Linked DNA regions of Mus musculus: region 1 is linked to region 2. The links are chromatin contacts, called in public promoter capture Hi-C maps. All regions are on one chromosome and are shown on one strand. Each heading gives the region's core, a stretch centred on a gene start, on an enhancer-like site or on the middle of the called end of the contact. The rest is flanking DNA. Distances are from core to core; before and after follow the strand shown.

The links. Promoter capture Hi-C pulls out the DNA fragments that hold promoters and counts their contacts.
Region 1: a contact with region 2 is called in a promoter capture Hi-C map of liver, with 2.8 times the contacts expected there. The contact joins the enhancer-like site here to the promoter of Kidins220 in region 2. A contact is called at or near these places in 6 of 39 promoter capture datasets (cranial neural crest, frontonasal cranial neural crest, liver and 2 more), 1 of 115 datasets of contacts at active chromatin or transcription factors (large pre-B cells) and 1 of 9 other capture datasets (liver).

What each region holds. Positions count from the first base shown.
Region 1 is chr12:25,858,063-25,864,699 of GRCm38.p6, reverse strand. No RefSeq gene overlaps it. Among named protein-coding and RNA genes, the nearest start is that of Gm29835, 120 kb to the left of the region's middle. Within about 2 kb of position 3,414, at least 4 of the 459 cell types and tissues checked have an H3K27ac peak or open chromatin away from gene starts, as enhancers often do. A contact at or near this core is called in liver, where this site is marked.
Region 2 is chr12:24,970,799-24,977,632 of GRCm38.p6, reverse strand. It overlaps Kidins220 (kinase D-interacting substrate 220), which reads right to left and starts at 2,701. Exons shown (of 32, transcript NM_001081378.1): 1 at 2,571-2,701. It overlaps Gm36236 (a long non-coding RNA gene), which reads left to right and starts at 2,036. Exons shown (of 2, transcript XR_381341.3): 1 at 2,036-2,274; 2 at 2,520-5,448.

The sequences.
Region 1 (6,637 bases), core at 2,165-4,664, 890 kb before region 2:
TTCCCTCCCTGAGCTTCTCACCCTAGAAGTGCCCTGCAGGGGCTGCCATTCTTAAGTTGGGTAGACACCTACTTCCTACAGAATTCAGCCAATAGGCTGAGCCTGGTAGTTTGAAAGCCATCCTGCCACCTGGTGGTTGTATCCCTAAATTGCAAGGGCAGGTCTCTAAAGACGTGAATTTATAAAATAAAAAACATTAAACCATTTTGACAAATGTCAGAGAGACATGAGCATTTCAAAAGGATGGGCAAAATAAAAAATAAGCATATGTTGTGAAAGAAAATAGCCTCACTGATGAGAAAGAGACCAAATCAAACGTGAGTGGGCAGACAGGAAACACAGAAAGCGAACACAGCACTGGGTGTGGGCAAGAGACACCCAGCCCCCCTGATTCTGGTTATTCCAGGAAGATCTGTCACATTGCCGAGGCTGAGGTTAGCATGGTTCCTACACAGCCTGAGGAGGCAAAAGGTTATGACAGCATTTTGGGCCTCTGCATGATAGATAGTACAGAGACCTCTTTATTAGAATGTCAGTACGCCTAGTTTCCTTTTATTTCTTTATCTCACATTTATTTGTTTATCTTTTTTTTCTGTCACCAGTTGTGCCCTGTGTTTAGATCACAGACTGCACATGCAAGTCAAAGTCACCAGGGAGAGGCAAAAGAAAACTAAGTGAGAAAATGCCCAGAGAATCCAGAGCAGCAACAGAGCAAGCCTAAGCTTCGATGAGAACAGGGATAGCCCAGCTCACTTCCAGGGCAGGTCTCACAGGAAGCAGCATCTTACCAACAGTGTCTTGATGGCGGCAAGGGGAGGGGAGGAATAACAGGATGGAACAGGAACATGGTGAGAAAGTGGGATGAGACATCGATTGTTAAAGCAGAGAGAATATAAAATAAAGGGAGTTAGAGCAGGGCAAACAGCAAAATAGAGTGGTGTACGCTTTTAGTGCCTGCATTTGTCAGGCAGAGGCAGGAGAAACTCTGAGTTTGACGAAAGCTTGGTGTCCATCACAAGTTTCAGAATGGGAAGAGTAAGCACTTAAAACTCCAGACTCCGGAAGGGGAGGCAAGTAGGCTGACCACTGGAGGTCACTGGTCGGCCATCCTAGTCTACTTGGCAGGCTGTGAGAGACCCTGTCCCAAAACAGTCAGGGGTCAGGAATTAGAGGACACTTGATAAAGGACACAACTCACTCACATGAAAACACATGCACACGTACACACATGAGAAGGGGTCCATCCTTGAAAATGCCAGAAAGAAAATATTTCACGTAGAGAGGGGGCTGAGGCCTGCAAAGGCTCACAGTAACCAAAGGACACAGGGACTTTGAAGTTCACCCTGACAAATCTGGAATCTCACTGGAGAATTTTAAACAAGAGAGCATCAGCTACCTGGAACACACAGATAACGACTGTAAAGATCACTCCTGGGGCCCTGAGAATTTCAGAGGCTCTGACTGTAAAACCCAGAGAGGCCTTCTGAAAAGCCACTGTGGCTCTTCAGGAGGAAGGCATCTCCAGAGCTCTTCAATGCCAGGCATCTACCATTGGTTTGGGGCATTTAGCTAACATATGCAGGTCATGTGAGGGGTTCCCATGGTACACACAAATGCTGGTGAAAACCTGAAGTTGACTTTCTGACTTCCTGGTGACCATTTTAGCACCATCACAATGAAAAGACACAATGCAATCCATTTGGGGATAATCACTATAGAGTGTTTTAATCCCCTAGGCATGAGGTCTGTGGTTGCCCATCACAGATTTCAACTCCTATTTTTTTCTCTTATCTCTGTTCTCCCTCCCACTTCTCAGCTTCAAGATGCCTGTCTCCTCTTTTGCTCTGTTTAGAGACAGTCTTTAGAGTAAGACCTAAGGAGGCTTGATCTGGTATTATACAGACTCTTCCAAGGGAGTCAGCTAAACAGGGAACCTGTAAACCATGCATGAGCACTGTGGCAAAGATGGCCTCACTTCTGACTCGGATCTCCAGGTTGGTCTGAGAACATATCATTTTACTTGGCTGGTTTCCAGAAAATTATTTACCTATGCTTATTTATGTGTCAGCCCATGAAGCTGGCAAACCACAAAGAAAGCCTCTTTTCCCCCACATACTAGCCAGCATTTCTGGTGTGAACCTCAGAAGAAGTGGGCAGTCTCTTCTTAAAGAACTTGAAGACCTTGACATTTTTCCAGCATAGGAATTTGAGGTCTGCCATTGACGAGAGAAAAAAAAAAAAAAGCGCTTCCAACTAGTGGTAAGAGTAAAAGTGTGTATGCCCCTCCTTAGAATTGGGAACAAAACACCCATGGAAGGAGTTACAGAGACAAAGTTTGGAGCTGAGATGAAAGGATGGACCATGTAGAGACTGCCATATCCAGGGATCCACCCCATAATCAGCATCCAAACGCTGACACCATTGCAAACACTAGCAAGATTTTATTGAAAGGACCCAGATGTAGCTGTCTCTTGTGAGACTATGCCGGGGCCTAGCAAACACAGAAGTGGATGCTCACAGTCAGCTAATGGATGGATCACAGGGCTCCCAATGGAGGAGCTAGAGAAAGTACCCAAGGAGCTAAAGGGATCTGCAACCCTATAGGTGGAACAACATTATGAACTAACCAGTACCCCGGAGCTCTTGACTCTAGCTGCATATGTATCAAAAGATGGCCTAGTCGGCCATCACTGGAAAGAGTGACCCATTGGACATGCAAACTTTATATGCCCCAGTACAGGGGAACGCCAGGGCCAAAAAGGGGGAGTGGGTGGGTAGGGGAGTGGGGGTGGGTGGGTATGGGGGGACTTTTGGTATAGCATTGGAAATGTAAATGAGCTAAATACCTAATAAAAATGGGAAAAAAGGAGTAAAAGTGTGGAGGGGGCAAAGATGGGGCCCTCTGGCTTGGCCCATTGTTCTCATCATCAGGATTGTCTGACCTTTACTGAAAGCTCTACAACACTTGTGTAGCATTGACAGTACAGGTCATAGATGGTGTGTGATACCCTGTACAGAGTTCCTCTCCTCATCTTTCCACCTTTGTCTCCTCTCACTATGCTACCCACTACTCTCCATAGTTTCATTGCTTCTGAAAAAATAAGATAAATGATAGACAGACAGATAGACAAACAGATAGATAGATGATAGATGGATAGATAGATGATGGATAGATAGAGGATTGAGCACATGTAGTATACTAATGTATATCAGACACTGCTTTTTCTGAGTCCTCCAAAAAGCCTTTCTCCTATATTGGAACCATGAACTAAGGATCCTTTACAACTACGGAAATTATCCCTTTGAAGAGTATTACAGAAAGAGCAAGGACCACGTGGAAAGCCATGTTTGGAATTGCAGAAAGCAAGCTTCAACTCTGACCCAAATCCTTGCCAATGCTGTTCAGTTGAACCAGTTAGAAGTGTCACTGAACCTTTATTTCAACATTTGCAAAGAAAAATATCAAGTGGCCCAGAGGATCTATGCATGAATGATTGGATGAATCACAGCCAACTATTACCTGAGTCAGATTCGGGACTTTATGTAGAAAATGGAAAGTTCCCTTACCAAACTGGATCAGCTCTCAAACCCAGTCCCACTCTACATTGTTTTTCTGGTTTTTAATTCTTGAGCTTAGTTGCTCTGAACAAAATCTCCCTCATTGCTGGCCCCTCTGCCGTGTGTGTGTGTGTGTGTGTGTTTCCCCCTCTCCCCTTCTTTCACTGTTTTCTATTCATTCCTTTCATCTTTCTTTCCTTGCTTCTTTTTATTTATTTTTCTTCTTCTATTATACCAAATAAGTCCTGATAAAGATGAGGATCATGTCAAGGTGAATCTTCAGTAAACAAAACCACTTTAATAAATATCAAGGCATCTCAACAATGACAGATCAACATAGATGACAGAAATTTGGTAGGAAGACATTTAGTTTCCAAAACATGTTTCAGGGAACCAAATATCAGATTAGCTGCAGATGTCCCTGTCCATGGCCATGTGTGTTCCTAGAGACAGTTAGCCCATACTCAGTTGTCCTTGTCTGGGCAGTTTTGATTAAGGAACCCTCCCTGTCACCTCTGATGGGTCTTGAAGATAACTGAGCACTTCTTGATTCCCTATATATTTGTGTGTGTTTCAGGTGTGATAGCCAAGTGTAGCCTGCCCTGCTGTCCTCAGTACATCTCCTGCCTGAAGCTTAGACTTAGAAGCAAGAACATGTCATTTCTTGTTCCCAGGCCAGGACTCCATCATGTCCATTTTTCCCATGAAGTCTTGGCACTAGCCTCTTCTTTAATGGAGGAGGCTCCTCTGGATGATACAGAGAACTCTCAGTGGGAACTAGACTTAAATTCATGATTCTCTTCTTACTCTCAATTTTCTTTTCTTGGTTGAGTGTCAAAGTCATCAGACAACTTACATTTCACATAGACTATCACATACAAACAGAAGGAACAACGCTACAGTATTTGCTGAGCATGAGGGACACAATGGCCAGTGCCAGGCACCTCACATTATCATAGCCCAAATGATGCAGTCCAACTTTAGGTCCAGTGGGACTGGGGCTCACATGACATCTTTATACATCTCAAGTTACTGACAAATGCTCTTCTGCCCCACTATTTCGTGAGTTAGTTGCTTTTGTGGTATGGATGTGTTACAGTTTTTCCAGCCACAGAGCTGCCACACAGGCTTGTAGTCTTTGTGTCACATACTATTAGATTTCTGTCCTTTTCATAATGTGCTGATAGTTTTATGTCAACTTGTCACAAGATAAAGTCATCTAAGAGAATAGACGCTCTCGATTAAGAAAATGCCTCAATAAGACAGGCTGTGGGCAGGCCTGTAGGGTTCTTTTAATTGGTGATTGACTGGGAGGGTGCTACTGTGGGTGGTTCCATCCCTACGCTGGTGATCCTAGTTTCTTTAAAGCAGGGTGAGCAAGCCAGTAAGCAGCACCCCTCTATGTATTCTGTATCAGCTCCTGTGTCCAGGTTCCTGCCCTGCTTGAGTTCCTGTCCTGACTTCCTTTGATGATAGCATGTCATGTGATGGAAGTATAAGCTAAATAAACCCTGTCCTCCCCATCTTGCTCTTGATTATGGTGTTTCATCATACCACCCTAACTGAGACACACAGGACTCCCAAACACTTTTTAAATTTTAAACACAATACTTTTGTACAAATCTCTGTGACCATACAGAATTGAAAGTGCTTCCTGTCATACATTCTGTTAGCTTTTGGTCATTGTGGCAAAAAAAAACCAAAACGAAAACAAAAACAAAAACAAAAAACAAAAAACAAAAAACAAGAAAAAAAAAACAAACAAACAAACAAACAAAAAAACCCTGAGATAAACAACTTCAAACGTTAAATATGCATTTGACTCATGATTTCAGAGATTTTAATCCTTGGTCAGCCCATCCAATTGTTTTGGGCTGCAGCAGGCAGATCAAAAGCATCCTGGTAGAAAGAGTTTGGTGTACCAGGGCTTCCTGCTTCAGAGTAGCCAAGATTGAGATAAGATGAGGAATCTAAAGACACACTTCAAAGGCAAGTCCCACTAACCTCCTTCCTCTTACCAGGCCTTTTATTCTTCAGTGCCACCTAGTCACACTGTTAAATTACAAGTACATGAAGGGAGTAATTCATCCATAAGCCAATCACCTCTCCATTATTGGTTTTGCCAACTGCTGACCAAATGTGTAGTACATATACTTTTAAGAGAACGCTTCATCTCCAAACCATAACATCTACTCCCATAGTTGAACAACTCCATCTTCTATAGCATCAAGGAATATGATTCTTCCTGGCTTGTCATCATTATTCCTGTTCCCCATGAGTCACTACAGGCTCTCCTTCCCCTGGGCTACCACTAAGCTCTGACCTCCCATCAGACCCTTGCTTCTGTCTACCCTCTCATTTGCCTTGTTTAAGGGTCTTAACTCCTTCCCACACTGAGCTGCAGCCTCATCTCCCTAGTGTGTGTCTGCATGAGTGTGTGTGTGTGTGTGTGTGTGTGTGCGCGCGCACACACATGTTTTTATTGCAGACTTTAATAAGTAGCAGAGGTAATGTTCAACTAAACCAGGGTGACTCACGGCTTCACAGCTTCCGTTATTTAATCTTCCTGCACTGCAGGACTAACCCAAATCTTGACACCACCTCAGCAGGCCCCGGGGGAAGCAGAAAGGGACTTCTCTCAGCTGAAACTTCAGCCTCTACACTTGAGTTTATTCAAACTGAAGAAAGCTCACAAGCAGAAATGCTTGATTTGCAAGCCTGCCCCAGAGATTCAAGAATCCCCCCCCACCCTATGCTTGTCCCCCTCCATCTTAGCACATACTACCCCCCCCCCAAGCCTCTGTGGCATCAAATTTTCTAGCTGGTAGAAGGAAAAGAAAAGATAGAGGCAGATATCTGGTGTTAATTCTTCCTAGGGTTTTTCTATATTAATGAACTTTCTAAGTTTAAGCAATTTTAAAAGATTTATGTTATATATTTTGAACTTGGAAATATAAGCCTGTTTTTATTCTTAAGTCATCATCCCCCTCCATTAATTTACTTGCTCACTCACTCATTTATTCCAGAAAGATTTAATGACTGTCTGCTAGAAGCCAGACATGGTTTTAGATGCTATGAA
Region 2 (6,834 bases), core at 1,452-3,951:
TGTTGGTAGAATCATGAGTTTGCCCATGTTCATCAACCTGGAATGCCAGCATTTATACTCCCAATAATCCAAAACATATCCTGCATACAAGTGACAGCTATGGCTTCAACGTCCACAATGGCTTAGATATGTGTCTCTTTAAGCTTACAGTCTGTCTCCACGGTTATGTCTTCAGAACCCATTACAGGCCTAGAACAAGAAGGATCTCATGAGGGAATGGTCAAGTTCAGTAACGACATAGACACATAAGGAAGCCTCTTTTGGGTGTCTTTGTCCACAGAGAGGGCCCTTCACCCTCAACAGCATACTCTCTACCATAAGCCGCACACAAGGCTATAACAACAATCTGTACATGTGACACTCAAAAGATAAGCTGGGCCAGTCCAGAATTGGAATTAAAACTGTCCAGGTCAGGGCTGGAGAGATGGCTCGGTGGTTAAGAACACTAACTGGCTGCTCTTCCAGAGGTCCTGAGTTCAATTCCCAGCAACCACATGGTGGCTCACAACTATTGTAATGGTATCTGGTGTCCTCTCCTGGTGTGTCTGAAGAGAGTGACAGTGTACTCATGTAAATGCAATAAATGCATCTTTAAAAACACAACTGTCCAGGCCACGATTGATGCTGTGTAAGTAAAACCACAATCATCAGAGAGTGAGCTTACAGCTATGAACAGAGAAAGTCTCTTCGTCAGTGCGGCCTCAGTGTGGCCCCTGAGACACAGGTCATCAAGCTACCCAGGATTCTGACCTCTCCTCAACCCCAGAAGCCTCCTTTCCCCAAGGTTTCTGCTTGTGCCTTCCAAACATTCAGGAATTCAGTGAAGAAAAATAAAACTGACATTCTTCAACAAAAGCTGGAAAAGGGGATGGCAGGCTCACACGGGATCATATATAGAAAAATATAATTTAGCAGTGCATGCATACACAATATAGACTTAAAAAAAAAAAAAAAGAATCAGAACTCTAGGCACAAGTTAGGGACCAAAACAGACAGCCTACAGGAAAGGAATCAGGCAATTAAAGTGGAAAAGAAATGCAAGACATTACGTTTAACCAAATAGAATTCCCAAAGTTTGAATTTTGGACAGAACAAAATATCCAGAGATAAGGAAAATAATAAACGACCATGTGACTGGGAAAGAAAAACAATGTTAGTGTTGTTGTCATGAACACCAGAGAAAGAGCACCCATGCGTGCAGGGATGGAAGGGAAAGAAAAGAGGAGAGGTGGGAGGAAATGGGAAAGTCTAGGAAAGAAGGCAGCAGGCATTTCGTTACATATGTGTGCCCCTTCCAACCAGCCACCTTAGAATTGATTGGGGCTGTGGGGATACCCTTAAAGAGCTGATAACTAGAGAATGATGTAGTGGCACAGGGGCCTGGGAGGCAGAAGCAGGCTGATCTCTATCAGTTCCAAGCAGACCAGGGCTACATATTAAGAAGACCAGGGAGGGAGAGGAAAAAAAGGAGAAGAGGGGGATGAAGGAGGAGGAGAAAAAGGAGGGAGGGAGGGAGGGAGGGAGGGAGGGAAGGAGGGAAGGTAGAAAAAAATGAAAAAGAGAAAAGAATTTATGGAAACGAGATGCCAAAGATAAATCTGGAAACCATTCTCAGAGTGTTTAAAAGGATTCTCAAACTGGTGTGCAATTATTTGTCTCCTGACCCAAATAGTCCCATTTTTGCAGGCCTGTGGTGAAGCTCAGAAACAAATTTTTAACAAGGACCCCCAAGTCGGTCTGATCAAGTTGACTGACTGTCGTTGTAAAGCTTGAGAACAAAGAACGCACCTTGCCACAGCATTTCCAGTCTTGGCTCTGAACCAGACACCCAACTGCCCTTAAAAATAGATTATGTGTCTTTTCCTTTTACTGTAGACGCTTTGTTTTTTCGTAGCGTCAAAAAGAGAGCGGGGGACTAACCCATCAGAATCACCTCCAAGAGGTTTTTCCTCAGCCACACCCCACACCAAGAAATGGGAAGCTCTGAAAAGCAAAACCGGTGCATTTTTAGCAAGCACCTCTAGGGGGCAGAGAGCTCCACAAACAGTTATTAATGAGAAAATGGTCTAAAATGGTTTAAACGTGAAGACAACCTAGGGAAAAAAAATGTATACAAATCCCCACAAAGCAAACATGGACGCGTTCTATTCGGGGGCTTGCGGGCATCTTGCAAGGCGTTTAAAAGCCTGCACAGGACAATGGGGGCAGTGGGTTCGGCAATTTAGCACAGAAGAAAACAACTTCTCCTCCCTGGAAAGCAAAGCAACCAAGAAGGTAAGGCTCAGGGGCACCGGCTGCGGGACTCACTAAGTGATGGGTGTGACAACAAGGAAAGCGGCCTGGGCCTGGAGTCAGTGCCCACGGGAGAACGCCGCACCGGAGCGCCTGCCTTCCGCGCTTGGCTGCACCGACCTCGCCCGACGCCCGGACGCCCCGCACCCAGCCTCCGATCCCGGCCCCCTCCCCCTCTCCGGTGCCACCGACAGACTCGTCTCCCTTTCCCCTCCCCCCTCCCCCAGCCTCGGACACTGTCGCTCTGCCTCACCCGACCTCTCCGCCTCCGCACTGACCGTGTCACGGCCTGGCCGAAGACGGCGCCCTCAGCTCTGCAGAACAGCGCCGCAGACCTTGTCAGAGGACAAGACGCCAAGAGCACACAGCTATGCCCGCACCACGCCCGGCGGCCATCTTCCTAGGAGTCAGGAACTGACAGGTCACGTGGTCGTGTGGTGGGCGGTGCTCCTTGTGGCCACGCCTCCTGGAGGGGGCAGTGTGGGAGGAGTTGCAGGTGCTGAAGTGGCTTGGACGCCCTTCCCTCTATTTTAAAGGAATGGAAACATTGCTTCTTTGCCTGGTTTGGCTTCAGATGGTTTGGGTTGGGTTAGGTTGGGTTGGGTTGGGTTGGTTTTGATACAGAGTCAAAGTCGCCCAAGCAGGCTTCAAACTTGCTATGTAGCCAAGAATGACCTTTACGCTCCCGATCCTCCTGCCTCCACCTCCCAGCTGACCCAGCTAAATTAGTGTATTTTTCACAGGTGCCCCAGGCAATATTTTTCCCTGTCATTCGCGCTTTTGAAAGTTAATTTATAACCCGTACCTGGCATTATAAGCAATAATTCAGAGAAATAAACAACAATTACAACTTTGGAAGCCATTGCCCACTTTGCAAATGAAAGTCGCTTAGTTCCTCCTTCCAGGGTCCAGAAGTCCGAAATCTGCCTTCTCCATCATCGGAAGAATGCACTGCCTCCGCAGACGTCCATACTGCCTCCTTCCAGCTGAGGACCCCCCGCCCCAACCCCCCAAGGCCCTTCCAGACTTTGCTCTTCCCACCTCTGCAGAAGTATCACCAAATGCTATTAACTGATCCCTGACCACCATCAGCAACCCCATCCTGGCAATATTCCCTTCAAAGGGCCTCCTGACACCCATTTCCTAGTCTTCTTCCAGGCATGGTACTCCTTCCCAGGTTCCACCTACCTTAATTAATTCAGAGTTCCAGAGTTCTGCCCACGGTCAGTCTCATCCCCAATATGGCCGATATTATAGGCTCCCTCCTGATCCATCTCCGGAAGTGAGTGGGACCCCCACAGGAAGTGGAAAGTTATCTCACATATCACCCCATACTGTCTAAGCAGTTCCTGTGTTAATCACTCAGATCTATTTTAAACCTTTTACTCCCCCATGGGCTGCCGACTCTCTCAACTCCTCTCCCTACCCAGAACTCTTCTTATCTGTCAGGACACTAAGCACTTCTCAGTTAAACTCTTCAGTACTGCCCCCCCCATCCGTGGAGCCCGTTCCCCACAGCACCTGGGAGTGAGGCTCTTGGAAGGCGTGCCCTCACAGACCTTGCCCTGTTCTGCCTGCCTTCCCCTTCAAACCCTGCCAGGGCAAACTGGCCAGTATTTTCTGCTAATAGACACACTGGGCTTCGTGGTACACACCTTTGCCCTCAGCACTCAGAAGCAGAGGCAGGGGGAATCTCTGTGAGTTAGAGGCTGGCTGCATAGTGAAACCCTGTCTCAAGAGGAGGAGGAAGAAGAAGAAGATGAAGAAGAGGAAGGAAGGAGAGAAGGGAGGGAAGGGGAGGGAGAATGTTATCAAGGGGTGAGAGAGGTCACTGAAAAGATCTCACTGAAGAGAAATAGCTGCAGAAATGTAGTTCCTGTGCCCTTGGGGGCTACCCCCAGGGGCTCAGCTCACATTTGAGAAAGATTGGCTGAAGGTTCCTGGCCCTAGCCTTCCAACTCATTTCTCATGCAAGTCTCCCAGACCCTCCTTCATGTACCTTTAACTTGTGCAGAGGGACAAGTAGATTAATGGGATGACTTCCACAAGCCAGGAAGCTGGCTTTAGACAGGACCAGGCTCATGCTTTCCTACACAGAGCTCTCTGCCTCCAGCGGGGAAACCAGAATGAGGGGCAAGCACATCCCACTGATTGCCTTTGGTCTCAGACACAAGCCCAGCTCGGCGACCTACCTTTCTTCCCATCATTGAAACCAAATCCCTGCAGACATTCAGGGAGCACACCATTCTTCCCTAGGGCTGATCTGGAAAGCACTGTGGTTAGGAACTGCAGGTTAGGGTACCAGGATGCAGAGTGGGCTCAGTGAGGAGAGGCAAGGGAGGCTGGGAACACATTCCAACAATTATAAAGCCAGCCCCTGCCCTGCCATGGACCAGACAGGTCTGAACAGGAATTGGGGTAAAACTCTCAGACCTTTTCCTTTTAATTATAGGGATAAGGCATTCCTTCCATAAAATAAATTTTTTAATTATTTAAGAATGACTAGATAACATTTTATAAAAGTGATTTTTAGAAGCATTCAAAATGTTGTGGGGATTGGGAGAGATAAGAAGGCAGTGTTTGCAGGGCAGTCCTAGGTGAAGCAGGGTTAATCTACACGTTTCTATCCTCTACCTCCTGCCTCTGAACGGTTACTCTGATTCAGGGGAAAGTTTCATTTTGATAACAAGGATTTGCCAGCCCCTGGTCCCTTCCACGCTATGGACCCTCATACCCAGTCTTGCAATCGAACTACTGCAGAACTAAGGTTTCCTCCTCAGTTTTGTCTCAAAGACATGCCTCTTCCCTTGCTCTCTGGTCTTTCTCTGGTTCATGTAGCCTGCCTAGATCTTTCCAAGAGACACACCCAGTGGGGTTGATTCTGGAATCACTCAACAACCCAAGACTCTGAATCAGCGGCTTTGAGAGTCTGGCTTACCTTCTTGTCATGTGTTTTTATGGAGAAGGAAAAATAGGCATTATCTTTCCACTCCTTGCCACTCTCTCCAACAAGGCTGTAATTTGATCGCCCTCGGGTCCTTTTTCCATAGCATCAGCACCTGGCCTGATGACTTCAACGGTCTAATCTTTCTCTGTGGCTTCAGTTTCATTGTCTAGCATATTTTCCACAGAAATCTCAACATGTTTTATACACTATGTTGCTCTAAAATGGTTCTTTCTTGGCTGGTATGATAGATCATACTTATAATTCCACTGCATAGGGGAGACTGAGGCAGGAGGATTGCTGTCAATTTAAGGCCGGCCTCAGCTACAGTGTTACTCTTCTATGATTTAAAGTAAATATGGACAGCTGGAGAGATAGCTCATAGCACCTGCTCTTGCAGAGAATCTGAGTTTGGTTCCAGCACCCACATTGGTGGCCTAATAGCTGCCTATAAATTCAGTTACAGGGCATCTGACTCCTTCTCTCTTATGGCACCCCATTCCCCCAGCCCAGAGGAGTTAGAAAGTTAAGTATTTTTAAGAAGCAAATAAGATGAATATGTATTCGTTACCAAGAATTTGGCAAACACATAAAAATTTGAAGTGTCAGCTTCTTTTCTATTACCACTTAGGATTCTCTGGCTTCTTAATCGAGATATGAAGCATAAACTTCATTGGTCAACTCATACTCTAAACAATGTTGAAACGAAGAGTGGTATTGGAGATTGTGGTAGTTAAACTATCAACAGGATCTAGAGTCAGCCAAGCGACAACCTTTGAGGGTATCTATGAGGAAGTTTCTAGATTAGGTTGAGCTGGGAAGCCCTAGACATGGGTGACACAGACCTGAATACCAGCATCCCTCACCCCCTGCTTTCTGGCTGCTGATGGACATGGCCCAGCTGCTTCAAGCCCCAGCTTCCCTGCTGCCATGAACTCTACCTCCAACTGGGAGCCGAAATAGACCCTTCCTTCTTCTTTCCTTCCTTCCTTCCTTCCTTCCTTCCTTCCTTCCTTCCTTCCTTCCTTCCTTCCTCCCTCCCTCCCTCCCTTCCTTCCATGTTGCCACTGTCAGAGACTTTGTCACAGCAGGAAGAAAAGATACTAATACAGAGATGCTCTGGGGGTGTTTGCCTTGATGAGTGATAAATGCTGCTGTTTAAGTTACTTTTGTGTCACTGTGATAAGACATCTGAAACAACTCACTTAAGACAGGAAGAATTTATTTAGACTCATAACTTTCATGGGATTAGCAGTCTGTGGGGACTTGGCCTCATAGTTTAGGTAGAACATCATGATACTATGAACAGGTGGTGGAGGGAGAGAAAGGAATAGAGGGAAAGACCAAGGTAACATATAGAAGGTCACACCCTGAGTGATTGCCTTAGTCAGGGTTTCTATTCCTGCACAAAACATCATGACCAAGAAGCAAATTGGAAAGGAAAGGGTTTATTCAGCTTACACTTCCACGTTGCTGTTCATCACTAAAGGAAGTCAGGACAGGAACTCACACAGGGCAGGAACTTGGAGACAGGAGCTGATGTAGAGGGGATGGAGGAATGATGCTTACTGGCTTGCTCAGCTTGCTTTCTTATACAA